Regions from separate parts of the Sus scrofa genome. Here region 2 is linked to region 1. A link is a contact called in public HiChIP or PLAC-seq data. All regions are on one chromosome and are shown on one strand. The core of a region is the stretch at or near the end of the contact, and the rest is flanking DNA. Distances in the headings are between cores, read along the strand shown.

Region 1 (6,057 bases), core at 2,264-4,763:
TATCATACAGTATTTGTCTTTGTCTGACTTACTGCACTTAGCATAATATCTTCCAAGTACATCCATGTTGTTGTAAATGGTGAAATTTCATTCCTTTTTTTTGGCTGTGGCAATGTGGAAGTTCCCAGGCCAGAGATCAAACCCATGCTACAGCGGTGACCCAAGCTGCTGCAGTGACAAACACTCAATCCTTAACCCACTGCGACACAAGGGAACTCCCAAATTTTCATTTTTTCTAATGGTTGAGTAGTGCTCCATTTTGTATGTATATTACAATTTTTTGTATGTATATTACAATGTGTGATCTTAGATTGAATTCTGGGCAAGGAAAAAGTAAACAGTGAGGCAAAAGACAAAATCTGTATTAAGCTACTAGTATTGAATTGATTTTTATTTCCTCAAATAGTATTGAGTAGTTCAAACAGTTCATCCAACCAATAATATCGAGCTGATGTTAACCAATGACAATTCTGACTACTTACTGGGGTTATGCAAGAGACCATCCTTACATTTAGGACAAAAGTACTCCTAAACATAACGACATTCTCTTACACATAATTAAATTTAGAGGTAAGGGAGCTTCACATCTGGAACCTGCTCTCAAACACTATACGAAAAAATATGTGTCTGTGTATGCACACACATCGAGAAAGAATGAGTGATAAAACTAGGATGGTAAAATGTTTAAATTTGAAACACTTGGAGAATCTGGGTCAAGGGCCTACAGGAATTCTTTGTACTATTTTTGCAACTTTTTTGTATCTCTAAAAAAACTACTGCAAAGTAAAAAGTTAAAAAACAAAACCAAAAACTAAGTCCATCTTATTCTCTCTCCCTCTTATTTTCCCATTAGAGTACTTTACTTTTTTGGTTAACTGCACATTGTAAGAATCAGAATGGGAGGATCTATATCTTTGCTCCTCAATGTATAACCACCCTCAAGCATAATACTTTACAATTTATAGGCACTGAATACTTTGAACGGAAGATTTAATCACAGGCCATATTACAGGTATCATTTCATTAAAGTCTTCATGAACTGATGAATGGATACATAAACTGTGATATAATATATAATAGAGTATTTGGCAACAACTACAAACAAATGAAGTGCTGATGCATGCTACAGCTCAAATGAATCTTGAAAACATTACACTGATAAGGCAGATTTTTGGTTTCCTAGGGCTAGAGGTGTGGGAAGGATGCTGGGGAGACGGGGTGGGGGTTCTTTGGGGAGTAGGGAAAATGTTCTAAAAATGTGGTAATAATGTACAACTCCGAATATACTAAAAGACAGTAAATTGTACACTTTAAATGGATAAAATTTACAGCATGTGAATTATAGCTCAATAAAGCTGTTAAAAATTTTATTTGAGGTAATCTATGTCTGCGGCCGCAATGTATGGTACTGAAAACCACTTCATTATAGATTTTTGGAATCTTCCATTAAAACTTAAAACTAAACCCAGTTGACAACCTTTCATTTTTCTAATAAAGACTTCCAAACAAAAATAACTTATGATACAGAGAAGAAGCTGCCAGCAATTTCAGCCAATACTGAGCTTTTAGGTAAGGGTGGGTTTGTGAGAGAGAACACTACTTAAGACTAGTCAATCTTAATGCTTCTACTCTTAAGGCTCATTGCTCCCCAGACACCCTCTCTGAACCCTCAGATTAGGCTAAATGCTCTCCTCTGCGTTCCCACAGCACCCTGCACACATACCTACCCTAGAACTTGTTAAGACAAACTGTTTTTCTCTTCCATTAAATGATGACATCATGTTTTTATCACTTCTGTATCCCTAGCACCTAGCACAGTGCCAGCACACAAAAACTGCTGTTAGACATAGAGAACAGACTTGTGGTTGCCAAGGAAGCGGGGGTGGGAGGGTGGGGGTGGGGGTGAGGGAGGGAAGGACTAGAAGTTTGGAATTAGTAGATGCAAATCAGTACACATAGCACAGATAAACAACAAAGTCCTACTGTATAGCACAGGAAACTATATTCAATATGTGATAAACCATAATATAAATGAATATGAAAAGAAAATACATCTATACAACTCACTTTGCTGTACAGAAATTAATCCAACATTGTAAATCAACTATACTTCAATAAAATTTTTTTAAAATAACAGGTTAAAAAAAAAAATATATATATATATATATATTTTAGGGCCACACCTGCATATGGAAGTTCCCAGGCTAGGGGTCAAGTCGGAGATGCAGCTGACAGCGTATGCCATAGCCATAGCAATGCCGGATCCAAGCCGTGTCTGAGACCTACACCACAGTTCATGGCAATACTGGATCCTTAACCCACTAAGCAAGGCCAGGGATTGAACCCACATTCTCATGGATACTAGTCAGGTTTGTAACCCACTAAGCCACAAAGGAAACTCCAAATATATATATGTGTGTGTGTGTGTGTGTGTGTGTGTGTGTGTGTGTGTGTGTGTGGTGTGTGTGTGTGTGTGTGTGTGTGTATATATATTTGGTTTTTAGGGCCGCACCCACAGCATACGGAGATTCCCAGGCCAGGGGTCAAATTGGAGCTACAGTTGCCAGCCTATACCACAGCCACAGAAACATCACATACGAGCCGCGTCTGCGACCTACACCACAGCTCACAGCAACGCCAGATCCTTAACCCACTGAGCGAGGCCAGGGACTAAACCCCCAACCTTATGGTTCTAGTCAGATTCGTTTCCACTGCTCCACAATGGGAACTCCAAAAATATATATTTTTTAATTGCTATGTTAAACATGGACTGTAAACCTGAACCTGGCGTATAAGCCTCAGAGTTCTACTTCTTAAACAGGAATTACACTTGGTGGACACCAAGTGTCTTAGCTAAGAACACAGGGATTGAGACATGAAAAACAAATTAGGGAATATATGGAAAAGTACTTGAAAAAAGGATTCAGTATACAAACATAATTTTCTATTACTGTAAAGTACCCTATATAAATATTAGCTTTTATTTTATGGATCATTCTATGTGCCTTAATTTTGTGAAAGGAATTCTGTCTTTGTTCAGGTTCTAAAAAGGCATGAGAGGGTGGGAATGCCATAAACAAAAACCAATAAACTTGAATTTTATTTTACCATGACGCATCTGTCAAAAAACACACCATCATTTACTTCAACAACAACTAACGCTGAAAATTAATGCTAAATTACTCAGTACAGTAGAAAAGAATATAAATGCTATATAGGTTACTTTCCAGCCCACTTTCCTGTCTCTATGTTCTGAAATGACTCAACCACAGGCCAAAATTCTATATTTAAAAAAAGACGAAAAAGATATTTATGACCTGTATGGTGCCACCACACCTCATAAATACAGCACCTTCTGCTGCTAAAACCTTTTATGCATTCAAGAGCCCTACGTGTTCTTGACAGAAACCATACTCAAGCAGCTGAATTTAGAACATGCTGACCTTGAGCAAATCAATGCCCTTAGCATGTACTTCTGGCTTCTATCACTACAAGAGCTAGACAGCCTCACCATCTATAGTAGTCAACAATTTCTGGCCACTGTCCCCTGTCTATTTTAAGATATCCCTACTACATTTCTGTGTTGCACAGTTCAAAGAAACAGAATAACTAACACATGAACCTGTGTTTAAACACAAATTGTTTGCTTTGGAATTTGGGCAATGTGTGTTCCCACTGTGATTAGCTCAAAAATATTCAATTTGGTAAGTTTTCACTTCCTGCTTTCATTTTTGAAATACAATATATTTTTAATAAAGAGGAAAAAAATCAAGTATAAGACATTTTTACTTATTGCCTAACCAGGTTTATAAGTATCCTGAGTCAAAAACTAAGGCAGAATTGGCAAAGCTCCAAATATAAACTGAAAGCAAATACTGAAAAATAATAACCTGCTATTTTTATGCAAAATTACACTGGACTAAAAATTTGTAAAAGTCCACTTTTAAATCTTTTTTTATCCAACATCAACCAAAATGCTACAACTAGCCTTTACAAATTAAGATCTGCATTTTTTTTTTTTTACTCTGAACACAGAAACTGTAATTTAACAACTGTATAGCTCCTGAAATTCAGGTAAATTATTTACTTGAAACATCTGTATAAAAACAAAGTAGAAACCACTAGTACTGAGAAATTATTCATAGCTTTTTCCCTCCATTCCCAAAAGAGGTTGGTATTTGTGCAAAGGCCTAATGCTAGAAACCAATAACACAAAATATTTAGTGTTTTAGACTGCTTTTGAAATGATTTCCTTTACTCTCTTGAAACATTTTAATAAACAGATAATCAATTTCAAGTATAAAAATTAAGCTCTTCTTTACTCTCATCCAAAAGATTTCAAATAAGAAAAAGCAGTCTAGGTATCACACATTACTAAATCTGATATGCCAAATAATGCAGGACCCAAATATAATTACATCATTTACTAACAAGTGAACTAAATATAGAGCCCAAGCAACTGGAGCCTGGGGGTTTATATAACATGCTAGCTAACTTCTAAAGAAAAGCTCCTAAGACAGAATCCATACAGTACAAAGAGAAGGGAAAGTAACACTATTTCTCTCATGCTGTTTAAAATACTAAAATAATTTTTCCAAAAAAAAAATTAACAATCTAATCTTGCAACATTAAATTGAAAAAGAAATGTTGCCAGGATCACAAAGGGGCAAATAAATCTAATGACAGGAGATCCTAAGATTTACTACAATGCCCCAACTACAATGCCTGTTATTTTTTTATTTTTATTTATTTATTTATTTATTTTTGTCTTTTTGCCTTTTCTAGGGCTGCTCCCGTGGCACATGGAGGTTCCCAGGCTAGGGGTCCAATCGGAGCTGTAGCTGCCAGCCTACCCCAGAGTCACAGCAATGTGGGATCCAAGCCGTGTCTGCGACCTACACCACAGCTCACGGCAATGCCAGATCCTTTACCCACTGAGCAAGGCCAGGGATCGAACCGGCAACCTCATGGTTCCTAGTCGGATTCGTTAACCACTGCGCCACCACAGGAACTCCCAACAATGCCTTTTAAACCATCTAAAAGGTTTTAAAAATAGTATCTAGGCATGTATTTGCAAGAAGCTAACTGATGTAAGAGGTATAGTACAAAGACACACGCAATACCAGAAAATAACAACCTCTCGTGGGCCTAAAGGTACAATCCTCACGTTCTAACAATTTCCAACAATAAACTGCATATGTTCCTCTGTTTACTAACTTACTACTAATGGCCAATATTGGCAGATCCTGTACCTGCCACTGCACTGGGCTCATGGGGCTCCAGTATACATCAAGACCATAAATTCATTTAGGCTGAAATGAAAAGAACTTCTCAAAATTCTAAGATGATGAATTCAAAAACATTTATACATTCAAATGTACTCTAAGACTATGAATTCAAAAACATTTATATACTCAAAAGATATTGTGAATCTTGGTAATCATCAGATGGCCCTTAAAACTATCTGTTGTACTCTAAGCTAGCATTACATTAATCATGACACAGTAACAAAGAGATATGATTTGCTTCTTTAAATTCCACCCAAAGCACCACCAACAAAATAGCATTACCTATGGCATATATGGAAAAAACAAAATAAAACATGCTGTGCAAAGTGGCCTGAACATTCGTGGCAGCCATGAAAGTATATTTAAATTTTAAAATCACTAATCAGAGTAACTTTCTGAATTTTTATAACTTTTCTAAATGTTCAGTTACATCAGATATGTCTTCAAAAAGGTAATTCTCTGAAATGCTGAAAAATGCCTGAAGACACATACAAAAATTACGATAAACCATCTCTCACTATTTAAACTTCTGTTTTAATCATCATTAATCACCTATCATTCCTTTAGGTCTTCTATTAACAATAAAAATAACCAGATGCCTATAAGTAGAAAATTTAGCAAAAATTTCCATCCACCTAAGCAGATTTTATATCTAAATTTTTAAAAATCTTTTTTAAAAACTTCAAACTTAAAGTGAACTTATCTTGATCTCTATTTACCTGAAGCAGTCTTTTCACCCATACACACAAAATTCCATTTAGCAAAAATT
Region 2 (5,566 bases), core at 176-2,675, 39 kb after region 1:
ACAGACATAGCTCTCCTCCGAGGTCTTTCCGCGAGTTCTCCCAGCGCCGGGAAGGGAAGCGGACGGCCGCCACCGTAACGAGAGAAGCCGGCAACAGACCCGCCGCGCGGCCGCCACGCCTTCCTCCGGCCGCGGCGGGGGACGCGGAGCGACGGATCACATTTCTCCTCCCCAACAATCACACGCACTCACGTCCCCGGAGTGGACACCCTCCAAACCCGCCGCTCGGCGACGCCGGGGACTGGGCCACAAAGCCCGGGACGCAGCCATCGACCGCGGCGCTCAAGTTGCGTGCGTGCGTGTGTTTGTGTTCGTTCCCCTTAATGAAAGACAAGAGGTCTCCGTAGTGACGGCCCAGGCTACGGTGAGGGAAGAGGCCCCCAGTGGGACTAAACAAAACTTCGGTTGCTGGGAAGAGCCGTTGCGCAACCCTGGCAGGGGGCGGCGGGGGGCCGCCCGGCCTGGCCCAGCCCAAGCGCAGCTTCCCGGAGGCTGCGCCACCGCACGCAGGAACCACGCGCGGCCCCGCGTCCGCGGCCTCGCAGGGGGGGCGCCCGGGCCTCGAGGGAGACGCCTGGACCCGCCACCCCGCGAGGGCCGGGGCGGAAACGCGGAGCACGAGCACGCGGAGCACGAGCGCGCGGAGAACGCGGATGGGGTGCAGTTCGCGCGCCCGGTGCGGGCCGCTCAGGGGATGCCGGGCCCGGCGGGGGTCCGAGGAGAGGTCCGCTGGCCCCTTGACCGCACGCGCGGCCAATGAAGCCAGTTCCCCCGCCCCTAACCCAGGATGGGACGCCCCCCGCCCTGTTCCCTTACCTTCCTAGAGGCCTGCGCTCTCCCCTCGTCGGGCGGCCGCAGCCCTGAGCATGTCCGAGGTGGGTGCGGGGCCGTGCCGGGGACAGGGAGCCAGGCGCTTCAGCAGGCGGCACCACCCAGCCCGGGCTCAGCCCCTCTCCGCGGCCGCTGCCATCTTGTCCTGGCGGCTAAGAAGAAACGGCGAAACACCCTCCCCCGACCGCTGCTGCTGCTGCTCTGGCTGCTGAGCGCCGGGCCCGTCTCCCTCATCTTCTTTCCCAGGGAGATGGGGTGGGGATGGCTCGGCTGGGGCGAGGGGTGGTCAGAGGCCGGCCGGCCGGCCTCCGACTGCTGGGGCCTACGGGCGGCGCGGGGTGCGGGGCCCGCGGCGGTTGAGGCCCATTCCTGACGCCAGGCGAGGAGAAGGAAGACAGCTGGGAGCGGCGGCGACGGCGGGGCCCGCGGCTCGGTATCCTCAGGTCGCCGCGCTGCCGGCAGTCGTCACGGAGGCGGCTGCCGCCGGCCGCCCCAGTCTCGGGCCCCTCCTCTGCGCCCGCCGGCCTCGGTCGCCGCCTCCGCAGCGCCACCGCCCGCCCGGCCGCTCTGCGTGCGGAGCCCGGGCGGCCCAGCTCGGCTCGGGCCGCGGCGCCTCCGCGAAGCCCCTCCCAGGGGCCCGCCCGCCCGCAGCCGCGCCCTTGTAGCTTCGAGCCCGCCTGGCGGCCGGCGTGGGTCCGACCCGCAGCTCCCTCACGCCAGCGCGCCAGCAAAAGCAGCCTCCGCCAACGCCCCCTCTTCTGTTCTGAATCTCACTCTTGGGCCCGCTCCACCAAATATGTGTATTTTTTGAACGATCCTAACCACCAAAGAAAGGATGAAAATGCGGAAGCAGGATTTTACAGGCCTTTCGAAATCCCGTAATCATAGTTTCCCCCTTCTACCCCTTTAGGGTCTGTTTCTTGGCGGTTTTTTTCCTTTTTTTTTAAAGGTTTAATAATAAAGAAAGGGGAAATGTATACAGTGAACAATTCCAGTCGAAAATAAGTCCTACCCGCTCGCCCATCCCAAAGGGTCAACGGTTCGAACTCCAAACCCTCGTACATACATATGAAGTTCACTCACCTCTGCGTTGGTAATTCTCCATCAAGGTAGTCAGTCCCACTCCCAGAGACTAACTAGTTAGCTCCCTCCTGGAAACGAGGAAATCAACAGAATGGCCCATCTCAAACAACGGAATCATAGAACCATAGAATCTTAGGGATGAAAGAACCATAGAGATCCTCGGTCCAAAGTAGGGCGCGGAATCAAACTTCAGGTGACTTGTCCAAGGTTATATAGCCAAGCCCTGGTCTGCACTTCTTTTCCCTAGGAAACAACTGACCTTCTAAATATTTATCATTCATAGTTGATCTTTTTAAATATACCTTTTTTCTCTTCCTTTCTGTCCTGAATTAATGTTTAACGTTTTGGGAACACCTTTCTCTGAGGAATGGAAGTGCCCTCTCTTAGTTTCTTAGAAAATCTTCATTAGGCTTGCCTCTACTGCGCAGGTATTAGTCCCCAGACACTTTCTATAGCCGTAGAGGCAGGGCAAAAGGCGTGGCAAATTGCTGCGTATTTAATTCTACACCTTGACTCCGGGCTGCTTTGCAAGCTGGGAGAAGAGTATTTTGAAGGATGCCTTTAAGGGAAACGGATAGTATGCCTTGAAGCAGTTGGAAGTAGCATTTTCAAAAGAAGGTTGTTTTCAACTTAGGGAGGATAACCAGTTGTAAAGTTTGCCAAAACAGAAAAACAAAACTGTCTGTCTCTCAGAGAGATAGCAGCATGTTAGCCATTCCTTTTTACTTAGTATTTAGTTACTTCTGACTTGTTTAAAAAGCAATAGTTAAAAGAACCAAAAAAAGGATAAAAACATGACTCAAAGAAGAAAGTGACAATAATAGAAAAATCTGTAAGTGAAACAAGGAAAATATTCAACTAGAACTTCAAACCTTCAGAATTTTTGCAAAACATTTATCTGGGTCACCTCTAATGGGAAGCTTCCATTCTCATAAGGCACTGCTACATATATGCAGGAAGCTGAAAAGGGCGAAGGATTTTTTTTTTTTTAACTTTCTATCCTTGGCATTGGCACTATATATACCGCAAGTTCCAGGAGGAGATCCTGTACCAAAAAAAAAAAAAAAAATTTGTTTTTATCATTGTATTGTGAGTCCCCAACACACTGATTTATACTAAGTCCTTAGCAAATGTTGCTAGACAAACTAACACTATTAGTTCAAGTCTTTTTTTTTTCCCGTTTATACCTATTGTGTCCTAACTTAACCTCTTTACCATCAGTCTCTTCCCTCTCTAATTCATTATTGGGGGGGTACACCCATGTTGGAAATTCCTTGGCCAGAGATCAAATCCACACCAGAGAAGCACGCTGTGCCCACTGCAGTGAAGACAGATCCTTAACCTGCTCAGCCGCAAGAGAATTCCTCCAATCCATTCTGAACACCACCATCCAGATAATTTGTCAATGTCCTGATTTAACTAGTATGTGAACTTTGTAAAAAAAAAAAAAAGCAAAAGAGAATATTTCAGCGTAAAGTTTTTTTAATGTAGACTTCTAAATTGCATGTGAAAAAAAGTATCTTTTCATTCAAAAATAGTATTTGGGGAGTTCCCGTCGTGGCTCAGTGGTTAACAAATCTGACTAGGGACCATGAAGTTGTGGGTTCAATCCTTGGCCTTGCTCAGTGGGTTAAGGATCCGGTGTTGCCATGAGCTGTGGTGTAGGTTGCAGACAAGGCTCAGATCCCAAGTTGCTGTGGTTCTGGTGTAGGCCAGCGGCTACAGCTCTGATTGGACCCCTAGCCTGGGAACCTCCGTGTGCTGCAGGAGCCGCCCTAGAAATGGCAAAAAGACAAAAACAAACAGACAATAAAAACAAAAAAATAGTACTTAAATACTATGTAGAGGCACTGTGCTACGATCTGAGAATACAGTGGTGAAAAGGAAGGCAAACTGTGAGCTTATATTCTCTTGAGAAAGTTGGCTATTATACAAATAATTAGTACTAATGATAAGCACTATAAAAAAGAGAAGTGCAGGGTGCAATAAGGAAACAGAACAGGAGGACCTAATCAAATGGGAAGGTGGGGAAACCACGGAAAGTCTGGTTCATTTCTCAGGACTCAGCTAAACACTCACTTCCTCAGGGAAGAATCTCCTGACTCCTCTGACTAAGCCATATTCCCATGTAGCTTTCCTTTGTAGCATTTTTCTCAGCTGCCATTTTATTTATTTTCTGGTTGCTTGATTAATGTCTACCTCTTCCACTAGTATGAAAGCTCTGCAAAAGTAGAGAGCACATTTGTTTTGTGCTCTATTGTATCCTCAGCACCAAGGCAGTGGTACCCAGTAGATCATCAACAGGACCAGCTACAGACAGGACTTGGCCCAGTGCAAAATGAAAAAGCAGGTCCCCTTGTTAGAAATTATTAAATATTTCAAAGTGGTGACAGAAGAGCATTAAACCAATCCTGGAGACTTCCCCAGCACAGGACTATGTGCATCTACACAGGTTGAAAGAGTAAATTAATGTTGAGATCTAAAGCTGTGTAGGAATTCACCCAAAGAGAGAACACTTGAGGGCAGAAGATAAGATCTACGCAAAAGTGGTTTAGAAAAAGAAAGTGATAGGAGTTCCCGTCATGGCTCAGCAGAAACGAATCCAACTAGGAACCATGAGGTTTTGGGTTTGATCCCTGGCCTTACTCGGTGGGTTAAGGATCCAGCGTTGTCCCTGAACTGTGGTGTAGGTTGCAGATGCGGCTTGGATCTGGCATTGCTGTGGCTGAGGCATAGGCTGGCAGCTACAGCTCCGATTAGACCCCTAGCCTGGTAACCTCCATGTGTCAGGGAACCTCCATGTGTCTTTTAAATGACAAAAGACAAAAAGAAAAGAAAAAAAAAAGTGATAGTAGAAATTTGAGAAACTGATTGTTTTTAGTCAGAGTGAAGGGATAAATCAGAAGCAGATGAGGGTAGAGGAAGAAGCAAGATCCAGCTTGGGATTTAGGACTTTATTCTACTAGCAAAGGAAGGATTTAAGGAGAGGCACAGAGTGATCAAAGAAGCCATTGGCCTTGGGTGGGGAAACCATCTATTTTCCTTCTTCCCACATTTCTGTATTTTTTAAAATTTCCTTCCAATCTCATGCAGAGAAAAACTAAGAGCCTTACAGTGGACCTAAAATGGTCTATAAGGCCCACAAGAAACTTAACTCCCCACCTTCTGTCTCCTCACTCCAGCCAGTCTTTCAAAGGTCTAGTCACTCTCCCTCCTGAGGTACCTGATCACCCTCTGAGCCTGGAGCACCCCCTAAAGCATCCACCTGCCCCACCTCTTTGTCGGGTTCTTAGTCAAATTTACCTTCTCAGCGAAGCCTTCCTCAGCAATAACTACCTATCCATACACATAAACTCCTCATTTTTACCTTTATCCTTGGGTCTCACCACCACCTAAGATACCATTTTAGAGGTTTTCCGTCCTGCCCTCCCCCTCCTCACCCAACCCAGAAAGTAAGCTTCTGGAGGGCAGGAATTTTTGTCTGTTTTGTTGGCTGCTTTGTTCCCAGGGCCTAGATCGCTGTCTGGGATACAAAAATAACTTAATAAATAACTGTAAAATAAACAAATGCATTTTCTGTGTAAGCGGTATGAAACACTCCATAAATGGCAAACAGTCCCAGTTGTTTAAGGTCACTCAGATGTGAAATGAA

Evidence for each region. HiChIP or PLAC-seq counts read pairs in DNA pulled down with a chosen protein or histone mark.
Region 2: an H3K27ac HiChIP or PLAC-seq map of skeletal muscle shows a contact between it and region 1. The contact joins the promoter of HIPK3 here to the enhancer-like site in region 1. A contact is called at or near these places in 6 of 47 Hi-C or Micro-C datasets (fetal heart ventricle, fibroblasts, heart right ventricle and 3 more) and 2 of 2 datasets of contacts at active chromatin or transcription factors (alveolar macrophages and skeletal muscle).

What each region holds. Positions count from the first base shown.
Region 1 is chr2:27,643,023-27,649,079 of Sscrofa11.1, forward strand. The region is part of intron 2 of HIPK3 (homeodomain-interacting protein kinase 3); the gene reads right to left. Among named protein-coding and RNA genes, the nearest start is that of HIPK3, 40 kb to the right of the region's middle. Within about 2 kb of position 3,514, at least 9 of the 83 cell types and tissues checked have an H3K27ac peak or open chromatin away from gene starts, as enhancers often do. A contact at or near this core is called in liver and skeletal muscle, where this site is marked.
Region 2 is chr2:27,684,501-27,690,066 of Sscrofa11.1, forward strand. HIPK3 (homeodomain-interacting protein kinase 3) reads right to left here and starts at 1,426. Exons shown (of 16, transcript XM_021083205.1): 1 at 817-1,426.